Regions from separate parts of the Mus musculus genome. Here regions 1 and 2 are each linked to region 3. The links are chromatin contacts, called in public Hi-C maps. All regions are on one chromosome and are shown on one strand. The core of a region is the stretch at or near the end of the contact, and the rest is flanking DNA. Distances in the headings are between cores, read along the strand shown.

Region 1 (3,435 bases), core at 477-2,976, 600 kb after region 3:
AAAAGTATCAATTTGTGGGCTATGGTGGCATATTCCTTTAATCTTCGCTTTCTAGACTCCAAGACAGGCAGATCTCTATGAGTCTGAGGTCAGCCTGGTTAACATACAAGTTCCAGGATAGCTAAGACTTCATAGACCCCCCCAAAAAAAAGTTTTTAAAGAAGTATAAATTTCAAACTTGAGCCACCACAGAGCAAAGAGTTCACATTCTCTGAAATAATGCAGTGTACCTATAAACACGTGTGCCTTAGCATTTGCACACTGTGTAGACATAGCTTTCAGCGAGTTAGAAAGCTGCCTTGATTGAATACTTAAAAATTCTGGACTCATGTCTGCCATCTTTATGGGACCCAAAAGCTCACCTGTTAGTATCCTAAACTCAGAGAATTTATTGTTTCAGAGATTGGGGCACACATACATTCAGGTTAGCTGGATGAGGACCAGAAGTGGCAGCTACTGAGAACTTGCTGGTCTCACCATGATGGTTTACCTCTTAGATTCCAGATGCCACTTGCAAGTACTTCTGTGGGCTTAGTGTTAGGTTTGTCAGTATTAACCTGTGTTCATTGTCACTACTCAGGCTGAAAAACAGGCTCCTCCTTCGTAGTGGAATTGGGTTAGCCGCTGGGGTAATAAAAGAAATATTATGGTTTCCACCCTGAAAATCCCAGCACAGAAAACAGAGATTTACTCTCATTTATTTCATTAGCCCATAATTAACACATATCCGATCATGTCTTTTTATTCTCCCATGTGGAACTTTATTGTATTTTGCTTGCTTGTTTGTTTTGTTGTTATTTTGGTTTTTGTATTTTTTTTTTTATTTGTTTTTGGTGCTGGAGATTCTGGAAGATTCGAGAGCTTATAAAGCTTTGGGATTATCTATTAACTACAACCCATGGGCTGATAATATTAATTCTTTTTTATGTTAATTCTTTTTAGCTATAGAATACATTCCCCAACACAATAATATTTTGTTAAAGCTGCCTTTTTTATCCCAGTAAATCTTAAATATCCACTGAACATATTTTGGAGAAATTTTTATTTTTTTAGTAAAAAGGAGACCACATGGTTTCAATTGGTATTTCGAATAAAAAAACTTATTTTTTAAAATGCACTGAAAATACATTTTGCTTTTTAAACGCACAAACATCTCAGCAGCTGTTATGTGTTTAATTAAATGAGTTGCACATGTGTTTATAATGCACAGCACTGTGGTCTGAGAAAAGCGTCCCTGGGGTGTATGGTCAGCCTTTTGCCTCACTGAACTTTCCTCCGGAGGTCATGGGAAAGGGGTACAGGTTTGGGTTTCCTCTTTTCCAGTCCACATGTCCCCCACCAACTACTGGTGGGTAAACAAACCCATGTTCCAAAGGCGACACCGTGGCTGACCTGAATCATTCTGAAGTGCCAGACCTGTGGGCATAACCTCCGCCCAGCCAGCCCAGCGTGCAGGTCCAGTCTCTCTTCCCCAGAGCAGCAGAAGCCTCACTGGGGATTTGCTTCTTGCTCTCTGCTTTCCCCGGGAGTCCAGATCCCAGATCCCAACACCCACTAGGGCGCATACAGGCGGAGACACCGGTTCTTCCTCAGTGAGCTGAAGTTCTCCAGATGGCAGCAAGCGCCCCGCCCCCACCCCCATGCAAATTCCTGGCAGCAAGAAGCTGTCAAGTGGCTACTGCTGCTTATTGTTATGACCACTCCCCACCCCCTTCACACACACAGGCAGAAGAAAGACCATCTGTCGCCATGGGGCAGAGAGGGACTTTGCAAGTGGCACTCTGTGCAGTTTAGCAGACCCGCGACAGCCTTGGGCTCAGCCATGTCCTTCCTAAGCCATGTCTAACCCGCCCCGCCCTGGCTGGATCCCCAACCCAGCTCCACGAAAGGAGGTGCAGTTTGCTAGATTTCTTTTATGATATTTATTCCACACAGATAGAAAAGCCGGTTGTCTTCCTGTTTTAGTTCTGGGAAAGGAACTGACTTAACACAACATCTCATAATCACTAGTGAGAAATGGGAGCGGAGAGCTAGATAAAAAGTGGACCTGGAAGAGAAAAGTATAACCCGAAGTTCAAAGGACACCGAGGTTATAAGTGTGATTTCCATTCGCTTCTCCAGCTCGACCAAAAGCTACGCGTTAAACTTTGATTTTTATAAAGAGAGAACGAACCATGTCAAAAGATTCTAGGCATTAGAAAGTCCCCAAATATCTTGTCCATATTGGAAATTTGACCCTATTGTTGCGGTCTTTTTTCTTGTTGTCTGATGTTTCTGGTCATATATATTAAAGCACTGCTGTGCTGTAGTTTCTACATTCTTGGTGTTTTCTTAGTAAGGAAAGGAGTTGTCCACTGACATCACTTCAAATCACCCTGTTTCCCTTTATCTGCGTAAGTCTCTTTTATTTAAACAAATAAATAAAACTACGTCTCCATAGACACAACTAAGCTTACAATGCATGTAATTTCTTTCTTTCAAACCTACCACCTATGAATTCTCTTAAGTGTATATCTTTTTTAAAAAATTCCTAGTATTCAATTGTGCTCTGTGTGTAGCTTTTGATTTGCATGTGATAGTAAACTATAAATTGTATTCTCTCATTTTTTTCACTAACATGACACTTTGATCTCACACCAGATACTACCTTCCTCTGAAGAGCCTTTTTTCCTCTGTGTCTTTCATTATGGTTCTAAGAGAGTGTATGACTTCTTGATAAGCACACTCTGCTCTGTCCCTTCTCAGGGGCCCTGACTGTGACAGTACACCCACTACCCCCTGCTCAGGTATGAAATCCACCAGGATACTGGGCACAGCATTGATGTGCTGCCTTCTATTTTCCAGTTTAACCCTTTTCCTCTCTAAAACACCTGCAGAGTGCTGCCATCAGTAACGAAGGTAACATTTAGACAGTCCATTGTTTTGGAGATTTGGATTGGTTGTTTGGTTGGTGGTGGTGGTCGCAGGTTTTTGTTTGTTTGTTTGTTTTGTTTTGTTTTTGACATAGGGTTTCTCTGTGCAACAGTCCTGGCTATTCTGGAACTTGAGTTGTAGTCCAGGCTGGCCTTGAACTCACAAAGATCCACCTGTCTTTGCCTCTCAGAGTGCTGAGATTAAAGGTGTGGTCTACCAATGCCTAGCAACTTTCTTTTTCTCATTCCTCAATTCAGAATCCAAGCATGGTAGAAGATATATTTGATTTTTATTGAGGGCCTCCTGGAAGACTATGGCTTGAATGAACCTAGGTCTCATGGTTTACATCCCTCTATTGATGAACACATATTGTTCTCTCTAATCCTGGCATAAAAAGCAGAACTGCAGTATAAACTGTAATTGGTCTTTACTACTTTGTGGGTTCTTCTTTTTCCTGCCCTTTATTTCACCCACCCGCCAGTTCATCCCCATCACTAGATAAGAGAGAAAGGAGGAGAGAGG
Region 2 (3,939 bases), core at 1,329-3,828, 560 kb before region 3:
TTTCTGATGAGGACAAGGTAGTCTTTTTTATATCAAAGTACTCTTTGGTATAGAGAAATATGAGAAACTTGAAGGGTCATAAGATAAATGAGTTAGGTAGGACTGGGCTGGAATTCCAGCTTCTTCAGAGATATAAATTTAACATAATTTAAACTTTGAGGGTCTCTCCACTCTTACTTGTAAGATGAGAACCACATTGTGACATACTGAGAAATCTGTGAGCATTAAGTAAGACAACTATGCATGTTGGATACTATATTGATGATAGTAAATAAATGTCCACTTTGGTGCATTTATGTGCTCTCATAGTTTTGATCAGAAGATGATCTATCTGATTCTCTGGGAAGTTAATAAACCTGCCTTGAGCATCTGATATATGTACATAGGCTCTCTTATGGAGACTACCATTCTCACAAAGTTCATAGACATAAATATCATACGTCACAGCTCAGAGCTTTTAATGTGTTGGGCACAAATGTAGCTCACACACATTAAAGCCTGTATGGTACTGTGGCATTGTGCTCTCTGCAAGTTGGTGCCACAATCTCACTTCTAATGAAAGTATGGTCATAAGCTGACTTCATAGTATGCCATAGCGTTTAGCCTGCAACTTATCACCTCTTCTTGATGCCATCCTAATTTAATCTTGACACTGAAGCATTTACAATGAGATAAAATTATTAATAATGATAATCTAGTCAGGTAAATGATGTTCACTTTCATTTTATCTTGTTCCTTGAACGAGGATGCTTTCTTGTGAAAGGTGAAACAGTGTCAAAGTTGTGAATCATAGTTTCACATTCAAAATAATGAGAAATCATATCTTCCTGCCTTTGCAGCTAAGAGAAGGAAATAGGGTTATTTCCATACGACTCTCAAGAATAAAGAAAAATAATCTGTAAAAAGCTTTACTCATGTCACCTCTCATTCTACTTTGAAGGGACATAACAAAATCAGAAGCAAGATGGGTTCAGTGTATTTGTGTTCACTCTAGAAATGGTAAGACAACATTTATTTCCACCTAGAACTGTCTTGGATCATGGCAGCAGTGTTTTTAAGAGGTCTCATATCTCTCAGAATGCACACAGTGATGTCCAGCATGCCACACAGTTACACAAAACACTTATTCAGCATAAAGTATCTTCATGGGGGCCCTACCGCCCTTACCCCTCGTTTCCACTTTCCACCCTCCAGTCCTCCCTTGGGAAGATGCATGCCTGTTCCATTTATGCTCAGCACCAGTGTTGCCATGGAAACTCTCCTCCTTTTCTCTACCCTCCCCAGTTACCAAGCACAGCTCTGGACTCAGTGCCAAGACCTCCTCTGTACAGACTCAATATTCTTTCAATGTTTAGACAAATCTGTTCGAAAACCTTGTTTACATTTTTTCCCACAACACCATAGCTTCGAGTCGGGGCCATCCATTTCCCATGGATCTGCTTATATTCTGGACATGGTTTCTTTTCTTTTTTCTCCACCATAGCTCTAAAATAAAATTGTATCATTTGGTCTAATTCTTAATAGGACATAAAAGGCAACTCAGGGTCAGAGTCCACCCTTACAGTCAATTTTATCCAGTCCAGAGTAGAATTTAATACTTTTTGTATACTATTTTTTTTTTACTTAAAAAATTTTGTTTAATAAATGCAGCATTAACACATGTTTAAAAACAAGAAACTTTCCTTTAATTAGCTTTAGTTGCATGTTTGTTACAGTCATCTGTGTATCTTACGTTATGCCAGACATTAATTAGTATTCAGATATACAAATAATATGTTGGCTTCACATTGCTTAATCTTACAGGTATGTTTTAGGCTGCACATTTTCTGTAGAATTTAAAAGTCTTGCTTATGGTTTAATTCTTGATTCCTATATTTAATGACGCAATTCACTGATGAAACTAAACCAAAATTAATGTTGTTGTGATGATATTTTATCCTTCTCCCCATTTAAAAATTGCCAGTTATGCCTGCAGAATTCCTAAATGTTAAACGTAGGTTTAGCTTAAAAAAAAAATACTTACTTTGCCTTTTTATTTTAAGAAACTTGAACAGGTCAGTTCAACTCAGTGAACTATGCTGACATTTACATATTTTCACAGTAAACATGTATTTTTAAATCATTACTAGGAAAAAAATACCTCTGATCAACAGAAGAGGGAGCAATATTCCCTCCTTTTTTACACAAAATACTGTGGGGTTGTTTTCTCACCTTTCCCTCCTAAACATAAGCCTCCTCTATCGTAATCTCTGCTGCTGCTTTTCTCTTTCCCTTTTCTAATTTTTTTGAGGGGAAGTGGAGGAGGGGTGCGCAGTGGTGGCAGGAGTAGGACCACCCAGTTCGATCAAGGAATCAAAGGTTAAATTCTTTCTGGTTTGTTACTATCTCTCAGGATATAGTTAAACGTTAGAAATCTTTGTCGTCTGTATATTTTTACTCGCAACAATACTTACGGGAATGAAATGCGCTGCACCTCCTTACAGAGAAGCCACAACATTGCGCAGGCAGTGGAGTGAATGTGAACGTTTTCCAGCTTGCCTGAGCCAGAGACTCTCTCATTGTTCTCTCTCTGAGCAGAGTAGGAACCGCGCACATCTGAATAACAGAGTCTTTTCTGCCTGGCGCAATCCTGGATTGTTACAGTCTAGAGGCCAGCCATGCTGTCACCGGCACAAATTGATTTAACCATCAATTGCTGTGGTCATTAAAGCTGCTAAAAGTCCCCGCCAAACTGATGAATTGCAACTGAATGTGAAATGAGTGTCTAAGTCTTTTTCCCACCACCTCATATCAAAGGCTATTGTATCCTTGCAAAGTAAAGGGTCGGGGGTTCAGGCTGCTGTTCAACAATGGGCTCTGTCAAAGGACAGAGCTCCATTCACACAAGCACTCCCAATTACAGTTTGCTTTCCATACCTTATTGTATGAAATTTGCATCCAACTAATACATTGAATTATTGGCATACTTTGGGTGTCAAAGGAGTCAATGAATGATTTGTCCTTGAAATACATGGAATCCAAAGCAGCTGCTGGTTCTTGTCTTGACAATGGAATGATTCCCTGGTTTTCCAATGCCTGCAAATGGACTAATTTTCTCCCAGCTCACAGTTAGCACTTGTGGAAGCAGTACACAATTTTTTTCCACATTCACAACTGTGAACTCATTTCTAGAGTTTTGAGAGGAGATACAGAAAAGGAATGGTATTGTCTAGCCTAACAATTATATTATAAACTTTAAAAAAATCAGTATAACCTCCATGAGGCCAATCATTTACTACTACTACTACTACTACTACTACTACTACTACTACTACTACTACTACTACTACGACTACTACTACTACTACTACTATTTGTTTGCTTAAAGTAAAAGGATACATTGTAAAATTAAAACCAACCTTACACATATGTTTAAATACCCAGAAGAACTTTTGTTAATTCTTTTAGGAAGATCATAAATAGGAATTTTTCAGATTTTATGATTAAGCTCCTCAAAGTGTTATGAACTGAGCACACGGCACATGTACACATGTACATATTTGTATGTTGGTATAATGTTTACCCAATTTAGCTGATAACTGAGTTTGCAGACATGAGGGATCACTAAACTGCAATCCTCCAGCTTCTGACACTCAAAGGCAGCAAGGAATTCAGAAAACATTGGGTTTGCTCTCCTTGGTGTTAAGTTTGGTTTTTCCTAGCAGATACTCATCGACCGAACATTTCCCTTCATCTTGAGTCTTGACTTTAATGTGTTACATTATTTGGTTTACCTATGTGCTTGTGTATGCAACTTTAGCAAACTCATCATGGCGGTGTTTTCATGGTGCTCTTAGGGGCAGCTCTGTAAGAGAAACAAGCTTTGGGACATCAGAGAAAGAGAGCATCACTTGTAGTCCCAGCAACACATGGTGTTTATTTTCCTTCCATGGTTCATCC
Region 3 (3,821 bases), core at 1,299-3,798:
TAATAATGCCAGATGTCTTGGCTTCTGTTGCTTATGTTTTTGCACTTGCCTCTTGCCGTTTGGCTATCTCTGGTGTTAACTGGTCTTGCTGTCTCTGACTTTGGCTTGTCCCTTTTGCAAGACTATGTGTCAGTACTCCTGAGAGACCAGTTCTCTCTGGGAGGTTTTTGGGTAGGGAGAGTTGTAATACAATGTCAGCTCTAGGTTGCAGACAGAGACTAGAAGTATCCTATTCCCAGCTGAGCCTTGGTTCCTGTGTCCTGATGCCTCTGTGAGCGACCCTCTTGGGTCAGAAATTTGAACAGAAATGGTGGCCTTACCTATTCTCTCAGGTGTGCAGGACTCCTGGGAGACCAGTTCTCTCCTGGTGGTATTTGTGTATGTCACTCTGTGGCACAGGATCAGCTGTGGTAGCAGAGGGAAAGCAGAAGACTCCTCTCCCAGGGAGTCCCTCTGTTCCTGATTCCTGAGGGTTCTGGGAGGGTCCCTACCTCAGTGGTGATCCCACCTGCACTCACAGTCCTGTCTGCACTCCTGGGAGTCTTGCTCTCTCCCAGCATATTTGGGGTTGGACGCCTGTGTCAGAGGATCTGATATTTCTGTATATTATAAAATGCCACTTGAGCTTTCACTGAAATACAAGAAGGTAATGGAACCATTGTGCTATCTGTGAATTGATTGTACAACCATTATACATTGACCAATCATTCACAGTGAGAGTGATTGTATCAATTCATGGCCATGAAATGCATCCACTTGCTATTAACACAGTAATGTGTGGATGAGAGGAACAGCAAAGTGTATTCCTTAGAAAACTTCTCATAATATAGAAAACTTCTCATAATATAGACAACTTCTCATAATATAGAAAACTTCTCATAATATAGACAACTTCTCATAATATAGACAACTTCTCATAACAAAAATCTGTGTTGTTGAAAAACTTATAGTGCTCTATCACAGCAGCTGAAGTTTGTACCCATAAGAACTGTGTTGAAAATGGACGTCCTCTGAATTATTTAATTTTTTCATAATTATTCTGGCAATAATGCCATGATGTCAAGTATTTAAATAAAATAAAATTTAAAGTAAATTATCTTCATCTGTAATGCTTATGAATTAATGGTGGTTGCTACTTTTGTGGCACTTGAAGAGTGTCCAACCCATTAAAATGAATATGGATATAACTTAGGCATAGCTATAATATTAGTAATAATAATAGTAATAATTTAAAAACAGGCTGAGTATCACACTTTAAAACATCTAAACAGCATAGTCTTGAACTTGAACATTTGATTAAGAGAAAAAAATTTCACTGAAATTATTCTGTATGAAAATAATATATAAAAATAGATTGTACTGTTACAGTAAGATTATTTCAGAGAGAATATTGTTTATTGCTAGTAGGGCATAGCATTGCTTTTGTGAAATAATTATTGAGATAACAATAGTAGAACTGGAGACAGAAGAACAGGAGCTCAGGAGCTAAGGCCTGTCACTAAATATAAAGAGTGAAAAAGAAGACATTTAGAAACAAACAAACAAAAATAGCTTCAGATTTTGCTGACTTCAGAAATCTGGAAATCTGTGTTATCATGAGATGACGGCAGTGTTTCAGTGCTTTGAACCAGCTAAAAACAGTTTGAAGATTATCTAAAGACGTTGCACAGATCATCATTCTTGCTTATTCATCAATGCTGCTGACTTACAGGCAAACATTAAAAAGAAAAACTGGCTGACAACATCTGGCCACCCCTTCACATAACACTTCTCCTACTTCACATAACACTTTCTGAGCAATGTGGGTATATGTCTCTTTCACACAGTTATGAAGATATTTCTGAATATGTATGAAGAATACATATTTTAATATCTTGAATCGTAAAAGACATTCTTTTTCATTGTTGATTGACTCTTTGATATTTTAAGCATTTAGACATGTACCCATTTAATTTTATCATGGAGAAATAATCCTTCCTAGTAAAATAAAAAAGTGAAAGTGAAGCTCTTCACCTTCCCAAATTACAGCTTTGAAGAATAAAAAGTATGTGTAGATATTCCTAGTTTTTATCTAGCCTGTCATCAGCAATCATGTGTTTGTAATATTCTGAGCTTCATAAATGCCATTGTGCCTCTTGCATTTGTCTCATATAGAGCATGCTTGCCAACTTTGGTCTGCAGAGGGAAGCCTTGAAAATATCAATCCAGGTGGGCACTGCTAAAACACAGAGAATTTCTAATGGTATTTTAAAAATAGAGCAAGGAGGATTTGAAACAAGCATAGTTGGAAATGACATTTAAAATAAAAGATACTTTTGTGACCCTAAGACCACAAGATATTATTTTCTAAATCAAGCATTAAATCATTGTCCACTGTCACATTTCCTAGTCTGTGTGATGGTACTTTCATAAGTAGAATATACTCAGATATGCTCAGTGTTGGCATAAATGTATCTGCCATGTGACATGGCAGAAAGGTAAGACTCTTTTGCCAACAAAATAATGAAAAGATATGAGAACATGTCTAGGGACATATGGTGCAGCAGATTGAAGGAGGAGAGGCCCAAGGTCCAATTCTGACTCAGCCTTCCACTCACCAGATCAACATAGGTCCAGTAAGAGTAACATAGTAGGCTTCAGATACTTAGTCATTTGAATACTATCAATTCCATTCAATACATTTATTTTTATTTCATGAAAGTCAATAAGGAAAAACAAGCCAAGCTATATAAATATCTCTACAAGCATAAGCCTTGTTATATTCCATAATACATCACTTTTCAATAGAAAAGTATAAAATGTATCAGAGTCTTCATTTCCTTCAAACTGTTCCAGTCTTTTTGCTGATATAAGCAAAGTTAAAGAGGATTATAATGGGCTAGGCATCATGATATGTGACTTCTCTAACATCTTGGAAGGCTGAGTAGAGGATGGGAGGGAGTCATTTTAATCTAAGAGTTTGAGACTAGATCTGATGTGAGGGGCTACAAAGTAAGATCTTGTTTCAACAAAATAAGCTATAATAGCAACAGGAGTAGACACAGGACATTAAGGATGTAGGGGAAGGTTGTTTTTGTCTGTCTGTTTGTTTTTGTTTGTTTTCAAGCATGTCAATAGGTTACATGTCATTTTGGTTGTAACAAGAAATGAAAGTATTAGTTTATTTCTACTGATGCTGGGATAAAACACTGACCAAAACCAATTTGAGCAAGGAAAGAGCTTCTTTGGTTTGGAGGCTACAATCCACCATGGAGGAGAGCCAAGATGGCAATTCAAGGCACAAACACAGAGGCAGGAGCTTACATAGAAACCATGGAGCATGACTTACTGGAATGCTCCCCATGTTTTTGTACAGCCCAGGGACAAAGTCACAGAGTATGTTTGGCTCTGCCACATCAATCATCAATGAAGGTAATACTCCATGAACAAGTCCATGGGCTAAGCTATTTGAAGAAATTCCTTATTTCAGACAACCTCTTCACCGGTATGTCTAGGTTTTTCTCCCAGAGTTGTATTACTTTCACAGATTTAGCAAAGAAAATACCACTTCTTTTTGTGCCAATGAAACAGAAAGAGGGACAAACTTGAGATTGTCTATTCTGCTTTAAAAGATCTGCTCTTTGGAGAAACTATTTAAAGGGAGCTCAAACTACATTGGATTTTCTCAGAGCATAATGGATCCTGTGAAAGGAAAGTATTCAACTGTGGCTCCATTTGTCTTCTATGAAGAGATAGGAAACTGTATGTACATGTGAGAGAAAGCATACTAGTAAAACCCACAGTAGCTATTCTGTGCAAAGGAAATATTGCAGTGAGCTTGT

What was found. Hi-C and Micro-C count contacts between places; a contact is called where the count stands out from the background.
Region 1: a Hi-C map of cerebellar granule neurons shows a contact between it and region 3, with 1.7 times the contacts expected there. The contact joins two enhancer-like sites. A contact is called at or near these places in 3 of 484 Hi-C or Micro-C datasets (cerebellar granule neurons and cerebellum).
Region 2: a Hi-C map of cerebellar granule neurons shows a contact between it and region 3, with 2.1 times the contacts expected there. The contact joins two enhancer-like sites. A contact is called at or near these places in 1 of 15 datasets of contacts at CTCF or cohesin (the NIH/3T3 cell line), 3 of 484 Hi-C or Micro-C datasets (cerebellar granule neurons and cerebellum), 5 of 115 datasets of contacts at active chromatin or transcription factors (astrocytes, differentiating embryonic stem cells, embryonic midbrain and 2 more) and 1 of 9 other capture datasets (embryonic trunk).

The regions. Positions count from the first base shown.
Region 1 is chr10:37,395,727-37,399,161 of GRCm38.p6, reverse strand. No RefSeq gene overlaps it. Among named protein-coding and RNA genes, the nearest start is that of Gm31202, 33 kb to the right of the region's middle. Within about 2 kb of position 1,726, at least 136 of the 459 cell types and tissues checked have an H3K27ac peak or open chromatin away from gene starts, as enhancers often do. A contact at or near this core is called in cerebellar granule neurons, where this site is marked.
Region 2 is chr10:38,552,605-38,556,543 of GRCm38.p6, reverse strand. No RefSeq gene overlaps it. Among named protein-coding and RNA genes, the nearest start is that of Gm22911, 61 kb to the left of the region's middle. Within about 2 kb of position 2,578, at least 127 of the 459 cell types and tissues checked have an H3K27ac peak or open chromatin away from gene starts, as enhancers often do. A contact at or near this core is called in cerebellar granule neurons, where this site is marked.
Region 3 is chr10:37,994,593-37,998,413 of GRCm38.p6, reverse strand. No RefSeq gene overlaps it. Among named protein-coding and RNA genes, the nearest start is that of Gm46220, 63 kb to the left of the region's middle. Within about 2 kb of position 2,548, at least 1 of the 459 cell types and tissues checked has an H3K27ac peak or open chromatin away from gene starts, as enhancers often do. A contact at or near this core is called in cerebellar granule neurons, where this site is marked.